2 separate regions of the Mus musculus genome follow, and region 2 is linked to region 1. A link is a contact called in public promoter capture Hi-C data. All regions are on one chromosome and are shown on one strand. Each heading gives the region's core, a stretch centred on a gene start, on an enhancer-like site or on the middle of the called end of the contact. The rest is flanking DNA. Distances are from core to core; before and after follow the strand shown. Region 1 holds the start of Med17 (mediator complex subunit 17). Region 2 holds the start of Zfp202 (zinc finger protein 202).

What was found. Promoter capture Hi-C pulls out the DNA fragments that hold promoters and counts their contacts.
Region 2: a promoter capture Hi-C map of pre-B cells shows a contact between it and region 1, with 5 times the contacts expected there. The contact joins the promoter of Zfp202 here to the promoter of Med17 in region 1. A contact is called at or near these places in 2 of 39 promoter capture datasets (liver and pre-B cells).

Annotation. Positions count from the first base shown.
Region 1 is chr9:15,275,543-15,282,743 of GRCm38.p6, reverse strand. Med17 (mediator complex subunit 17) reads left to right here and starts at 2,838. Exons shown (of 12, transcript NM_144933.2): 1 at 2,838-3,194; 2 at 5,021-5,187; 3 at 6,679-6,898. The coding sequence starts at 2,951.
Region 2 is chr9:40,189,594-40,196,794 of GRCm38.p6, reverse strand. Zfp202 (zinc finger protein 202) reads right to left here and starts at 4,479. Exons shown (of 7, transcript NM_030713.2): 1 at 4,358-4,479.

The DNA of each region.
Region 1 (7,201 bases), core at 1,589-4,088:
ACACAAAATCCCCTTCTTCAGATGGAGTATGTTGTAGCAGCAAGGTCAACGCAAACAGCCAAAACATCAAAGTTCCCATGGGAACCTGCAACTGCAGCCAAAACAGATGTCTCTGTCCAGGTTGATAAGGCTTGTCATGGCAGATGTTCAAGGCTGGGAAAGGCCATATGTGTGTACGTGCTACATGCTTGCATGTCCACAGCATGAGTGCACATGCACATGGAAGCCAGAGGTTCTGCTCAGTATCTGATTTCCCTCCACCTTAAACACTGAGCTTTGCTGACTCAGGGAGGCTAGTCAGTCAGTGTGGTCCTGTCTTTACCTCCTTGAGCACTGGGAATGCATATGAGCTGCCACTCCAACCTTCACCCTTGTGCAACAAGGGCTTGATCCACTTGTCACCCCAGCTTAGAACTAGTATTCTCTCCTCTCACTTACCCTGCGCTCTGGAGCTGAGAGAGGTATTAATTCACCATTGGAGCACAGTGCCAAAATAAGCACACAGTAAATATTTTTGGGTGGGTGATCATGTTAGATATGTCACTAGTTTCTGGGATATGTTTAGTTGAAGAAACCAAACAAATATTATATGAAGAGAAATACAGCAGGGGTGGAACATAAACAGAATTCTCTTTCCATGTGGAGTCCCACACTGACAGGATGGACTCACTTCCTTGTTTGATTCAAATATCAAGACTAATGAAATCACATACCTACAAGGTGCTAATCATGATGTAAGGAAGGTTTCTAGAGAGATCAGGAGAGCTACTAGGCCTGTCTGAAAAAAATGGCCTGACAAAATAAGGAGAGACTGGCTTTACTAGTTCCTGCACGAGCTTTGAATTTCCCCCAGACATCAATGGAGCATTCGAGTGCTCTTGATTTATCAAATGTAGGATTAAAGGCCGCCTGCAGTCAAGCATCAGAAGTAGACTCAGGAGTTGGGAAGATGGCTCTGCAGTGCTTGCAGGTCTTCCAGAGGACCCAAGTCTATTCCCTGCCTCCCACATCAGGCAGCTCCCAACTGACTGTAACTACAGCGCCAGCAATTCCATGGCACCTACACGTGCATGGGAAGAACAGACACACGGAGACACACGTTTACCTGCAGACATTGGACTGCCAAGTGAAAGAATTGGTACTCTTCAGTGTTCAACTGGCTAAGTGCTCTCTGCTCTGCCCTGATGGAAACCCTGGGTAGGCAAGCTTGTTCTCCTCCGTGTCAGACAGCAATGAGTGGTGACAGTGTTGGGGGGCAGGGTGAGAGGTGCACTGTAGAGAAGTGTTTGAGAGCCAGGGCACCTGGTGGGCTGTTCCGACTCTAAACACTGGGCCCAACTAGGGTCACCCAGGAAGCATCTCCTCCAGGAGATGGAATCTCCAAAGCTTTAGTGGCTGCACCAGCACTACCAGCGGGATACAGGCCTGTGGACATTGTCAATAGTAAGTCAGAGGCTTCTGCAGGCTATAGATTCTTCAGCTGTCAGACAGCTATGCTAACGCCTCCATCTACACTTCATTGTGGGAAGCCAGGGCCCAAGGACTTGACAAATGATTTCTAGACAAGGCAAGGTTGTTCAGGAGCCCAAGATTAGACTCAAAGTGGTATCAAAGGCCAGCCTAGTCTACAGAGTGAGTTCCAAGACAGCCAGGGCTACACAGAGAAACTCTTAAAACAAACAAACAGAAAACGAAATGGCTGGACAGAAGTATAGGGGTTAGTACCTATCAAGCTGTGGGGCACTGTTGCCAACCAGCTAATGTTCCTTGCTTTTTCTGGTGCAGCCTGCAGGCTGAAAGTAAGAAAGGCCACTCAGTGAAAGACATTGCTGGACATGACATCCTAACACCATGAGGAAAGGAGAGTGCCTCTTGGTGGACCACCTGAGGAGTAGCCTGCTCATACAACCCAAGACGGGGTATTTGGGCCAATCACAGCCATTTGTTTGGCTAAACACCGGTGTCTTTTGTTTATATGTGTACATGTCTGTGAATGTGTGAGTGTATGCGTGTAAGGGTGGCTGCATGTCTGGAGAGATAGCATAGTCCTCCATTTATCATTAAGCCACCAGTCACAGGTCTGCACAAAGCCCTGGCCCAAGCTGTGCTTACTGGGCCAGGACAATCAGTTGCAATCTTTCGTGTAGGCATATCTGAGTGTTCTTGGAGTGTTTAAGACAGCTGGTGCAGTTTGGATGGTAGTCCTGCTAGCTGTTTGACTCGGTCTTCTTTGCTGGAGGCAGCTCCATCAACAGAGAGACTCAAACAGCTGCGAATTATAGTTAACTACCGTCGACAGTCTTTGTGAGTGCTTACATAAATGTAAAGCCCTTACGTACGTCTTCATCGTTAACTTCACGAATGTAAAGTCACCTAGGGGAAACACCTCTGGGAGTATGTTCCCAGAGAGGTTTAACTAGGAAGTGAAAACCTACCCGGAAAGTGAGTGGACTCATCCCACGGACGGGCTCCCAGACCGAATCAGCGGGAGTGCTGGTGTGTGTGCTGCGTGTCTCAAAAATCAAATAACTAACCAACTAACAAAAAAGCTGCGTGTCTCAATAACTAATCAACAAATTAATCAGGCCAGCAAGAAAGCTATTTCAAAAACCAAGCAACCAATTAAACAAACAAACAAACAAACAAACAAACTACAACGCCCAGCGTATCTACATAAACCCAGCCCACTCCACTTGCACTGCAGCGGCTGAGCCCGGTCAGCCGGAAGTTCCTGGCTCTCACGTGCAACCTACAGGAAATGTCCGGGCAGCTGGCCCTTCGCGCATGCTCATAGTGTTCCGCGAGACGCTGCGCGGAGGATTGTGGGGCAGCAGTGGGTAGTTTGCTTCCTCCCGGCCGCCGCGTCGGGCTTGCGGGAAGCTTGTTCCAGCCTTCCGTGTCGGTGCTGTACTCTGAGTCTCCGGCGAGTCGCCCTCAGGCCGCCGCCAGCATGTCGGGCGTGCGAGCCGTGCGCATCAGCATCGAGTCGGCCTGCGAGAAGCAGGTGCAGGAGGTGGGCCTTGATGGCACCGAGACGTACCTGCAGCCGCTGTCCATGTCGCAGAACCTGGCGCGCCTGGCACAGCGCATCGACTTCAGCCAGGGCTCTGGCTCTGAGGAGGAGGAGGCGGCAGGGCCTGACGGCGATGCGCCGGACTGGGGGGGCGCGGGAGCCGACCAGGACGACGAGGAGGGTGAGGCTTCGCCCTCGTTGCTGGTTCTATCCCAGGGTCTCCCCTAGGGTAAACTGTGTTTTGTGGTGGGTGGCCTTGAGAAGTATTGACAGCAGTGGGAAGGCCGACCCGGTCGGGACTCGGGGTCCTGTTCAGGCCAGGAGAAGAGGCATTCGCTTTTTTTTTTTTTTTTTTTTTTTTTTTTAATAAAGAACAGCTGAAAGCTTTTGGGGGTGATTTTAGGTGGAAACAGGTGATACTTAAAATGACCACTGAAACTTTGAGGTGAATGAATTACAAGAAAACAAAACTGAAGAGGGGGAGTTTGGAGAAGCAACCAGACTAGACTTTGGATTCTCCTTATTATCAAAAAAAACCAAAATTTGAAACCACAGTTTTCGATTTAGTGATGTGACAGAATCGGTTTAAGTGAGGATGTTCGTGTTTAGTGTGGTAATTCGCCAGGCAGAGGCAGTCAGATTAATGAAAAACATGAGCAAATAGACACCATCTCAATAAATAAAGAAAAATTTAAATGTAGTTTTCATAAATTTGACAGAAAGTTAAAACACCTGGGACTGAAGAGATGGCCCAGCAGTTAAGAGTACTGATTGCTCTTCCAGAGGTCCTGAGTTGAATTTCCAGCAACCACATGGTGGTTCACAACCATCTGTAATGGAATCCGATGCCCCCTTCTTTCTGGTGTGTCTGAAGACAGCGTCATTGTACTTACATCCATTAAATAAATAAATAAATCTTTTTTTTTTTTTTTTTTTTTAAATCTTAAACAAGCCCAACATTGTCATTATCCAGTGTTGGAAAGGCATGCCAGCTCAGTAGTTTTAAATGCAAAATTCTAAATGTGTATCACATTTGATCCATGAAATCCCCCACCCACAGAAAGAACTATAGAGCACAGGTATGTATTAAGATCCAGTACTGATGTCATTAGGAACATTTGACCTGTCTATTAAGGGACAGGCTTAAATGGCATGCCTCCTGGCTTCCAAATATCTTGTGGTGTGTGAAAGAGTGACTAGTTCCTGTATGCTGGGTTGAGATATGTCTCAGGAGGGAGGAGAGTTAGGCCTAAGATTAAAAGAAAACTTTTGACTTTCACTCCCTGATCCTTTATCATGAACTCCTTAGAGTGAGCATTTATTAAAAATTGATTAAAAGAAGCCGGGCACTCGGGAGGCAGAGAGACAGGCCGATTTCTGAGGTCAAGGCCAGCCTGGTCTACAAAGTGAGTTCCGGGACAGCCAGGGCTACACAGAGAAACAAAAACAAAAACGAAACAAAAAAATTGGTTAAAAGAAAGGTATAGCTGAGCAGTGTTGGCTCATGCCTTTAATCCCAAAACCCTGTCTCAGGGGTGGGGGGGTGGGGTGGGGGGAAGGTCTATTCGTGCAGCCAATGGTAATGCTGGTGTTGTAGGCCATTTGGGGCTTTGCCTGTTGTTTTATAGTTCAGGAATGTTGGAAGTTCAAGTTCTAAATGTTGGAAGGAAACAGGTTATTTTAAAGGCTTTTGTGGGGATGGGGGATATAGTTTAGTGCTTATCTGGGATGAATGAAGCCCTAGGTTTAGAAAGATTCGAGTGCCTACTTGAGATATGATGACAGCTTTGGCCTGTGGAAATTAGACTGGCATTTGTTTTGCCATAAGAGGAGTCTTAAGTGTTAACAGTTGAAGAAAGCGTATGAGAAGGAAGTAAAGGAGAGGTGGTTTGGAGGAGAGCTCATTTCTCCTTTTCACGCTTTTAAACCTCTAAAAGAGCCACCTTCTGTTCTGTAGTCAGTGTAACCAGTACACATGTGTTTCTGCTTTTCTTTTCTGTTTTTCAGGGTTGGTAAAATTCCAACCTTCTTTGTGGCCTTGGGACTCTGTGAGGAACAATTTGCGAAGTGCCCTTACAGAGATGTGTGTTCTCTATGATGTCCTCAGTATTGTCAGGGACAAAAAGTTCATGACTCTGGACCCCGTCTCTCAGGATGCTCTTCCTCCCAAACAGGTACATGTGCCTTTTAACTGAACATCTTTTCTTTAAGTCCCAGGACCAGTATTTGGTTGTATGCATCTTGTTCCCTTTTACTTTGTTGAAAAATTAAATCCACAAGCTAGAGCAATGGCCCAGTGATTAAGAACACATTGTTGTTGCAGATGACGATTCGTAGTACCCACATCAGGCATCTTAAACATGCCTGTAAGTCCAGCTCTAGGAGATCTGACACCCCTCTGACCCCTTCATATGCTCATACACACATGTACACATAATAAAGTATCATTAGTGTTAGGAAAGAGCACTTCACAGATGAGGATTATCTTTGAATCAGGCTCCTTATGTAGATACAGAATGAGTGTGGCTTCTCTGCATCCAGGTACTACCCAGGCCTGACCAGTTCATACCTCAGCTAGTCGGTGAGGTCAGGCGAGGTGGTGCCAATTCAGAGTAATGTGGTTGGGGCCTTTTGTGAGACTTAACTTGTGCAAAACCTTTTGCTTTGTTTTTGAAAACACTCTACTGTTAGAAAATTTGCACTTGTTAAGACGTGTCATTTGGGAGTATAGCTACTCAATAAAACACAAAACTGGTGGCTGTACACACAGTCTGCATCACTTCTCAGCAGTTTCCCTCAGTGAGTGTAGTTAATGCAGTGCTGCGCTGACACCAGTCACAGTGAGGTACCTACTTGGTCTTAGGTCAGTGCTAAGCTTAGTGTGGAGTGGTGCCCTGTACATGCTAGTTTCTGTGCATAGGCTGCATCCAAGCAGGGCTTTGGAATTTAACGTGAAGTATGGGTGTCACAGGAAGGCATGCACAGGGTGGTCGCTGGGATGATAAGGACAGGGCCCCGGCCTAGTTTGCCCCACGTGGTAGATTGCTGAGTTCTAGTTTCTGGGCCACTATGGTGATTTGGCTTAAGGTGATTTTGTAAACTCGCCAAGAAACAGGTTACTTTGTTGTTTAAAAAAAGTTTTGCAAGGGAAATTTTTTTCAAAGTCTGGTATTTTACTTCACCACCTGCTCATTTTTCTTCTACATTTATTCACCATGTTTTTGTGTATATATTTGTGTGTGTTTGCGTGTGCGCATGGAAGGATGTAGAAGTCAGAGGTTACCTTAGGTAGCTTTCTTAGTTCTCTCTGAATTTTTATAGTTTTGAGTCAGTTTCTCTTTCTGAAGGTAAAGCTCACTAGTTGACCAGATTGACTGGCAAGCAAGCCTCCTGAGCTGTCCTTCCCTGGGGCTGGGATGCCAGGCAACAGGATTCTGTACTGGGTTTTCCATGTGGGTGCTGGGGATGGAACTCAGCAGGCCTCATGCTTGCATGGTACACCCCTTGCCAGCTGTCATCCCTCTTCCTTCGTGTGTGTGTGTTCAATCACAACTTTTTTTCTAAATAAAACATTACCTGCTTGAAAAAAATATGTAGTTTTAGATGTATCTAAAATACTTTGGAACTCGTTTTTATGGAAAACATTGCTACATTATTTTTGGTAGAGTCCACAAACGCTGCAGCTGATCTCCAAGAAGAAGTCCCTCGCTGGAGCAGCTCAGATCCTACTGAAGGGGGCAGAAAGACTGACCAAGTCAGTGGCTGAGAACCAGGAAAACAAGCTCCAGCGAGACTTCAATTCTGAGCTCCTGAGACTCCGGCAGCACTGGAAGCTGAGGAAGGTGGGCGACAAGATCCTGGGTGACCTGAGCTACAGAAGTGCAGGTACAGATCGATCGATGTCTGCCCAGTCTCCTAGCCTCCGCCAGGATCACTTCTCATCTCCCTGTTGGACAATGATATTTAATGTCTTTACCTGTAAGCCCAAACCATTCTTGGCAGAACTTGGTAGAACTTGGTATTACATGCCTGGTGTCCTAACACTTGGAGGCTGAGGCAGGAGGGTCAAGAGTTCAAGGCCAACTTTGCCTACATGAGACCCTATCTTGAAAATCCCGTGACAGACCAGTCTTACTGTAGTGTGGTAGCTACATTGAAGAGAAAGTTGAAAGGCAGCTTGTTTAAGGT
Region 2 (7,201 bases), core at 3,230-5,729, about 25 Mb before region 1:
GATGCACACCACTGCTTTCCATGTAATGGTAACATGGCTTTGGAATTTTGAATATGTATCTCTACTCTCATAAGCCACATGGCACAATTTCTCTAACTCTCAGCCTTACTCTTGAAAGGTGGTTAACATGCCTATCTCACATGCTTATTTTATGGAGTAAATGATATAATTTATATAAATCTCTTGGCGTAGAAGATGGCACAGGGTAGATGTTCAATATGGCTCATTTTCTGCTTCAAGCTCCTTTAAGTTCTTTTGAGAAATCAAGACTTAGAAAATAAGCATACAGTCTATTTTATTTCTTCATAATTACAAATGAAAAATGAGGGGAAAGGGTTGGTCTGTTTATTGTCATATCACAAATGAAGTGTTAAACTCAAACCAAAAAGCAAACAGGACTTGCTCTGGAGGCAGTATAAATTGAATTAAGTAAGTTGTTGAACACAGATGGGACAGAACCTTGGTGATAGAGTCTTTATCTGAAGATGGAATCAGTAAGGCTTCTACTTACCCAAAGCAAAGACCCTTCCCTTTCTGCAGTTGTCAGGATGCATGTGACTCATAGCCATGAATATGCCAAGTCTTGTGAAAGCTCAACCCGGAAGGCAAAGAAAGTGAAAGTGACGCATGCCCTGGCTTTTGTCCTTCTAGCATGTCATGATCAGTGTGCCTTAAACCATGCTGAAACTGGTTTAATTCCGAAGACCTGGGATGGAGTCCAGAACTCTGCATTTTAGGCAAGTGCTCTACCACTGGGCTACAGCCCCACCTGGAGAAATGTTTTGTTTTGCCACTTCTTCTCTCATAAAAGTCATATTTGAGAAGCAAGAGAATATTGGCTCAAAGCTTATTACAATAGCTTTTAAGAAACAGAAAGAGGAATGGAAAATGAGAAGATAGGAAGAAGAGGAGAGGTCAAATAGGCAGTGGCTGGTACAAGATGGTCAGGTGGTCAGAGGCTTAATTATCTTCTACTCTGAAATTTGACTGCCTTTATAGTCAACATCAAGGTTTAAGGTGAATAAAAAATGTCATTGACAATATGGTAAATTGAAAATTAATAATATGTTTCCTTATACACACAGATGTGCGTAGCAATGATAAAGAGACAGAGGCTCACATCCTATACCCTGCTCTACTTTGTAAGGTGTGGCATCCTGGACCAGTTGTATCAATAGGCTCATTTTGAAGGAGATGATTTTTCTATCTAAAGGCAAAGAAGTGGATCAACCTTTGAGAAGCTTTCCAGATCTTAGGATGCTAAGGAGGGGCTTCAAGATTAACAAAGACAAACTCTTTGTTTACTGTTGGATTCACAATGGATCAGTGAGGGATAATGAAGGAGGCTTATTTAAGAACCGAGATAATACATATTTTAAGAGAAAAAAACCTGCATATCTGGCCATTATGACCATGTTCATTAACCTCCACATGAAGTGAATCATCCTACATTTAATGGGTAGTACCCAGGATTAGTTACTGACTTAAATAATGTGCGTCAATCTTTAAATACAAATTTAAGGCAAAATGCCACAAATTAATCTGAAGCTGAAAATGTAAGGGACATAACACTTGACACCCACCAGGAAGAAAACAGCATTTATTATTTGGCAGCCAAAGTTATGCAGATATATTAAAATTCCCACAACAAATACAGGCAACAATAATCTTACAACAGAGAAAGGATCACTTAATAGGAAAAGGATAAATAATAAGACAATAGCTGGACCCCAGGAGTGGATGTAGGTAACTCAGGAAAGTTACTGTCTATGTGTATACAACCAATACATCCTGGCTACCTAGTGCTCTATGCTAGGTGATTTCCTTCTGGCTTGGACTGAGGCTCTCTTGCATATATATATGACAAAGGTTGGGATCTCTGTGGTTTGACCTAGCAGAATCTGAGAGCACAGAGGAAATCCCAGCAGTCATTCCTCGTGGGTAGTTTAGTGTCTTTTCCTTGGTAAGCTGGGACCCCTAAGCAAGGATATGTTCCTAGACCTGAATCATTCTTCCAGGTAGTTTGCGGGGAAAGAAGCTCAATAAATACACGCCTCAACAGAAGTACCGTAATTAGTGGGTGCCAGCGCTCCTAGGTGATAAGTCCTTCATTCAGACAGCTGTAGGAATTGGGTATTAAACATTCTAAGTTCTTTGGGGAATTTATCAATCAAGTCTACCTTGCTTTACTGTTCAATAGAGACAGACTGCTTTAGTATCAATGGTGAGAAACTTTGAGGGGAGAAGTGCACAGATTTGATTCAGTTCATAAGCATACACTGAATATTATATCTCCTACTATTCCAAGTGCTGAGCAGAGCGGGGAAGAAGCCGTGACAAAGTTGATCAGGGAACAGCAGGAACTTTAGCACTATCAGGAATTCACATCGAAACCTAGAATAAGATCTGACCTGTGATCAGCAATGGGAAACTCTTTATCAAGGGAATCAAGAAAATCAAGGGAGCTGGTTGCAAGCCTTTACTCTCAGTACTCATGAGGCAGACGCAGGCGGGACCCTGTGAGTTCTAGGCCAGCCTAGTCTTTACAGTGAGTTCCAGGACAGCCAAAGCTATATATAGAGAGACACTGTCCTAAGACAAACAAGCAAGCAAGCAACCAAACCAAACCAGAAACAAACCCTCATCAGTATTTCATCTTAACATGCCACAAAAGATAATAGAGCATTTGGCTTTCTGTCTTAAAAGCATGTAATATCATAAATAACTCACACTCGAATGGTAAGATCACCCATCAAAGATTAGTCAACACTACTAGTATTTGCAAGTCTTTGTCCTCAAACCTCTGTAAGGCAGGTACCAAGAGGGAGGTCTGGCCAAAAATAGTGTTTCTCAAAATGGTCAATACAGAACACAGAGCACCACTTCAGTCTTACATGCGGATTCATGTATGATAAACTCCATACCCACTATCTGGGCAAAGGAAGTAAATTTGAGGTTTCATGCAGAAAAGCACAAACTTATCCAGCAACGCTGACATTCAGGCAGGAGAGGAAAATAAAACAGAAAGCCTAGGGTTGTTTTATGCCTGTGTTGAGTGGTATAGTCACCACACCTGTATATTCTGAAACGACAGGAGTCCCTCAATAGTGATGTAGGTCTTGCAGTGGCCTTGGAATGACTGTCTCCTGCAATTATACAGGTAGAATGCAAAGGGTGTGTACATAGGAGACAGGAGGAAAGGTCAGCAGCTGTCTTAGAAGAAAAATGTACTGCCTTCCTCCTAACCCTTTTATGTTAGGCAGCAATAGCAGAAAGTGACTCAAGATATTTGATGGCCTCCAAATATCCCACTGTCACTTGCTTCTCCTAGCAAGCTTCTCACAGCCATCCTGACACTTCATTGAAACTGTTTTCTGGATTAAGGTCCATGGGGCTGCTTCAAAGAAAAAGCTGCACAGAGAGATGCCTTGTGACTTCGTTGCCCCAAGCTTTCCCTACTGCCTTTCACCTGTAGACTATGGACAGAATAACCTGACAGCAAAACCCTAGATGTGGCACTCCTAACCACGACCAAGACGATAAGCTGGACCTAGAGATCTCCCTTTGGGGAGTTCTGCACAGAGAAAAGACAGCGCTATCCATGTGTAGAATACGAGACAGCCACAGCCCAGGGGAAAGTGTGTGAGAGGACCAGGTCGGCCATGGAATAAAAAACTAGCAAACTTTCAGTCCACTATGGAAAGTCCCGCAGATGGTGAGATGAGCTGGAGAAGAGGTCCCCGAGCTGGTTGTCAGGGGTAGGAAGAAAGAAGTTCAGACAGTGCAGACAGTAGCCTCTAGCTCTACAGGGAAGTTCTGAGCCTGTCACTAAGCCAGGTGAGAGCCACACGCTAGACGGCCAAGGACTGGCAAGGATCACAGGTGATAAGATCGCATGTGAAGGGGGCGGGGTTCGCTGGGAAGGAGGGAAGGCAAAACCTGCAGGGAGGGCTCTGGAGCAATGTGCGATGCAGAGTGAAAAGTCTGAAGAGAGGGGAAGGTGGGCGTCAAGGGGCCTAGGCTACACCCCACTGGCTTCTAGCGCACCGGAGCGGTTGGTATGGACGCAATCCGAGGGGCACAGTGCATGTCCGCAGGCCCCCAGAGGGGGCGGAAGGAGGTGGCTGGGCAGAGAAGCCTGGAGTGCCACCCTTGTCTCCGGACGTCCCGGCTCTGGCCGCGAGGAGGTGACATGGTTACAACGCCCAGGCCGCGGGGACCCCGCCGCCACCCCTTCCCTGGCAGGCGCTGTCCCCCGGCGCCGGGGGGGCGGGGTCTGCTGCCCCTCCCAATGCTCCTGCCCTTCCCTCCCCGCCCGCTGCGGTGCCCGCTCGCCGGCCAGGTCCCCGACACTCACGTCTCCCGCGGCTCCGGCGGCTCCTCCCCTGCCCGGTGCTCCCCCACCCACTCCCGGCCGAAAGAGCCGAGCGGGATCCGAGTCGCGCGGGGCCCAGCGGGTCGGAACACGTGGGTCCTCTGCGCCCGGAACCGGAAGCGACCACTCGCCCCACCTCCAAGGGGTGCTGGAGCCTGTCTAGGCTGTAGGAGGTTTGGTCCACTCGTTGTGTTCCTGTTGGTCGAAGCCTGGGGCTTCTCCAGTGAGACCCATGCCGGGAAGCATTCCCTGGACTGCTGCCCTCTATGGCCAGTCCCCTTTGCGGCAAACCCATCACCTTCCTAGGCGTGGTATTCATTGTCCACTTCCTACAGGGTTTTGTTTTCATCTTTCATGTTGGTTTTGGTATCTACATCTCCACAAGAGAATCCCCTCCTTCCCACGCAGTTTTCTTTTCCTTCAAGCATGGAAGAATAAAAAAAGAAAGGTTTAGATTTGAATGCTGGCTCCTTCATGCACAGCTGTTGCCGGGCCGCCAGAACATCTGCCTGTCAACTCTGTCCGTCTTGAAAAAACACAAACTGTTGGTCTTAGAACTAAAAACTGGAAGGTAGACTGAAGCTCAGTAAGGAAATGGTGGTGTTGTCTATTAACCTTTGTGTGCTATTTTGGTGCCTCTTTGCCACTGTCTTCCCTGATCTAAGTTGTTCATTTTTGTCTTTGTCCCTAACACTTCTATAGTCCATCTTGCCCTGAATGTCACATGGTGACATGTGCAAGTCTTCTCCTTTCAGCCATTTCTTGAAAACCGTTTCCGTTCATGGGACAAACTGCTCGAGACTGCTTAGCATACTTTGAACTGGACATGTTAATTGCTTTTGCTAGAGAGGCAGCTGTGTTCTGCAGAGGGTGTTACAACACCCTTGATCAAAGCTTTGTTGAAGCCCCAACTGGAAGACTGTTCTTCGGTCAAAGGAGTGGATGGAGTCTACCTCTAGCCTGGCTGAAGACCGAGCAATCGTGAGATTTAATCCAGTTGTGCCCAGCCAATCACCTGACCACCCCACCAGAATGCAAGTTCACTTAATACCGTGGTAAAAGACATGGGAGTTGGTGACGGTATCCCTTTAATGAGATAGATAATGTACTTTTTCAGAAACCTGATTCTGTTCAGTTCAGGCAGTCAGTGCCAGAATGGGCAGGTCTGTCTGCCCTTCTGAGTCCTGACTAAGGTATACTTTTCCCCTCCTCCTCCTCTTCCTCTTCCTGTTCCTCTTCCCCCTCCTCCTCCCCTTCGTTTTTTTTTTTTTTTTTTTTTTTTTTTTTTTTTTTTTAAATCTTTATCTGAGGACACTGGACAGAGCCAAAGTATGCTTTTTCTGTTACTTGGAGCCTTTCTATTATTTTCTGAAGTATCCCTCCCTCTGCTGCACTATGTGACTGCTTACAATGACAGGTTTGTTTTCTTCCTCTTGTCCATTTTCTTTTTCTAGGCAGGGGCTGAAACTGAAATTTAGTTTGCCTGCTCTGTTTTTTTTTTGTTTTTTGTTTTTTGTTTTTTGTTTTGTCTAATAAAATTGTCTTTGAGGTTTCTTCTTAGTGCATTTTAAAATTCTATCGTTAATGGGGCTAAGTACCCCGAGAAGGGTACTAAGTAATGAAGGTTTAGTATGAGAATTTGCTCCTCCAATTATGGAGGCTGAGATGATGGTGCAGGATCTGTGTGGACTGCAGAATGGAGAGCTGAGAAACTGGTGGCGACATCCAGCCCCAGAACAGGTAGGTGAAGGTGGGGTGTCGCTGCAAACCCGGCATCAGCAGGTTCCAGGATCAGGTTCTTGGTATATCAGGATGAAACAATGCCTTGCCTTAAAAGAGGGTATTTTGCTCTCTCCTGCCTTTCTCTTCTATTCAGCTCTCAACAGATTGACTGAGACCCACTGATTCAAGTGCTAATAACTTCCACACTCAAACACATGGCAAGGGTGTGTAAGGGACACAGATTTTTGTCCAGTTATCTGGGCATCCCTTGGCCTGGTGAAATAGACACAGACTTTTCCTGGATCAAGTTTGGTCCTTTGTTCTCTTCCTTTCATCACTGTTACTTTATTCTCTGTAGATTGTTAAAGATGACTCCATTTTCTTTTTTTTTCTTTCCATTTTTTATTAGGTATTTAGCTCATTTACATTTCCAATGCTATACCAAAAGTCCCCCATACCCACCCACCCCCACTCCCCTACCCGCCCACTCCCCCTTTTTGGCCCTGGCGTTCCCCTGTTCTGGGGCATATAAAGTTTGTGTGTCCAATGGGCCTCTCTTTCCAGTGATGGCCGACTAGGCCATCTTTTGATACATATGCAGCTAGAGTCAAGAGCTCCGGGGTACTGGTTAGTTCATAATGTTGATCCACCTATAGGGTTGCAGATCCCTTTAGCTCCTTGGGTACTTTCTCTAGCTCCTCCATTGGGAGCCCTGTGATCCATCCATTAGCTGACTGTGAGCATCCACTTCTGTGTTTGCTAGGCCCCGGCATAGTCTCTCAAGAGACAGCTACCTCTGGGTCCTTTCGATAAAATCTTGCTAGTGTATGCAATGGTGTCAGCGTTTGGATGCTGATTATGGGGTGGATCCCTGGATAAGGCAGTCTCTACATGGTCCATCCTTTCATCTCAGCTCCAAACTTTGTCTCTGTAACTCCTTCCAAGGGTGTTTTGTTCCCACTTTTAAGGAGGGGCATAGTGTCCACACTTCAGTCTTCATTTTTCTTGAGTTTCATGTGTTTAGGAAATTGTATCTTATATCTTGGGTATCCTAGGTTTTGGGCTAATATCCACATTTTCTTATCCAAGGCAATTTCCATTACT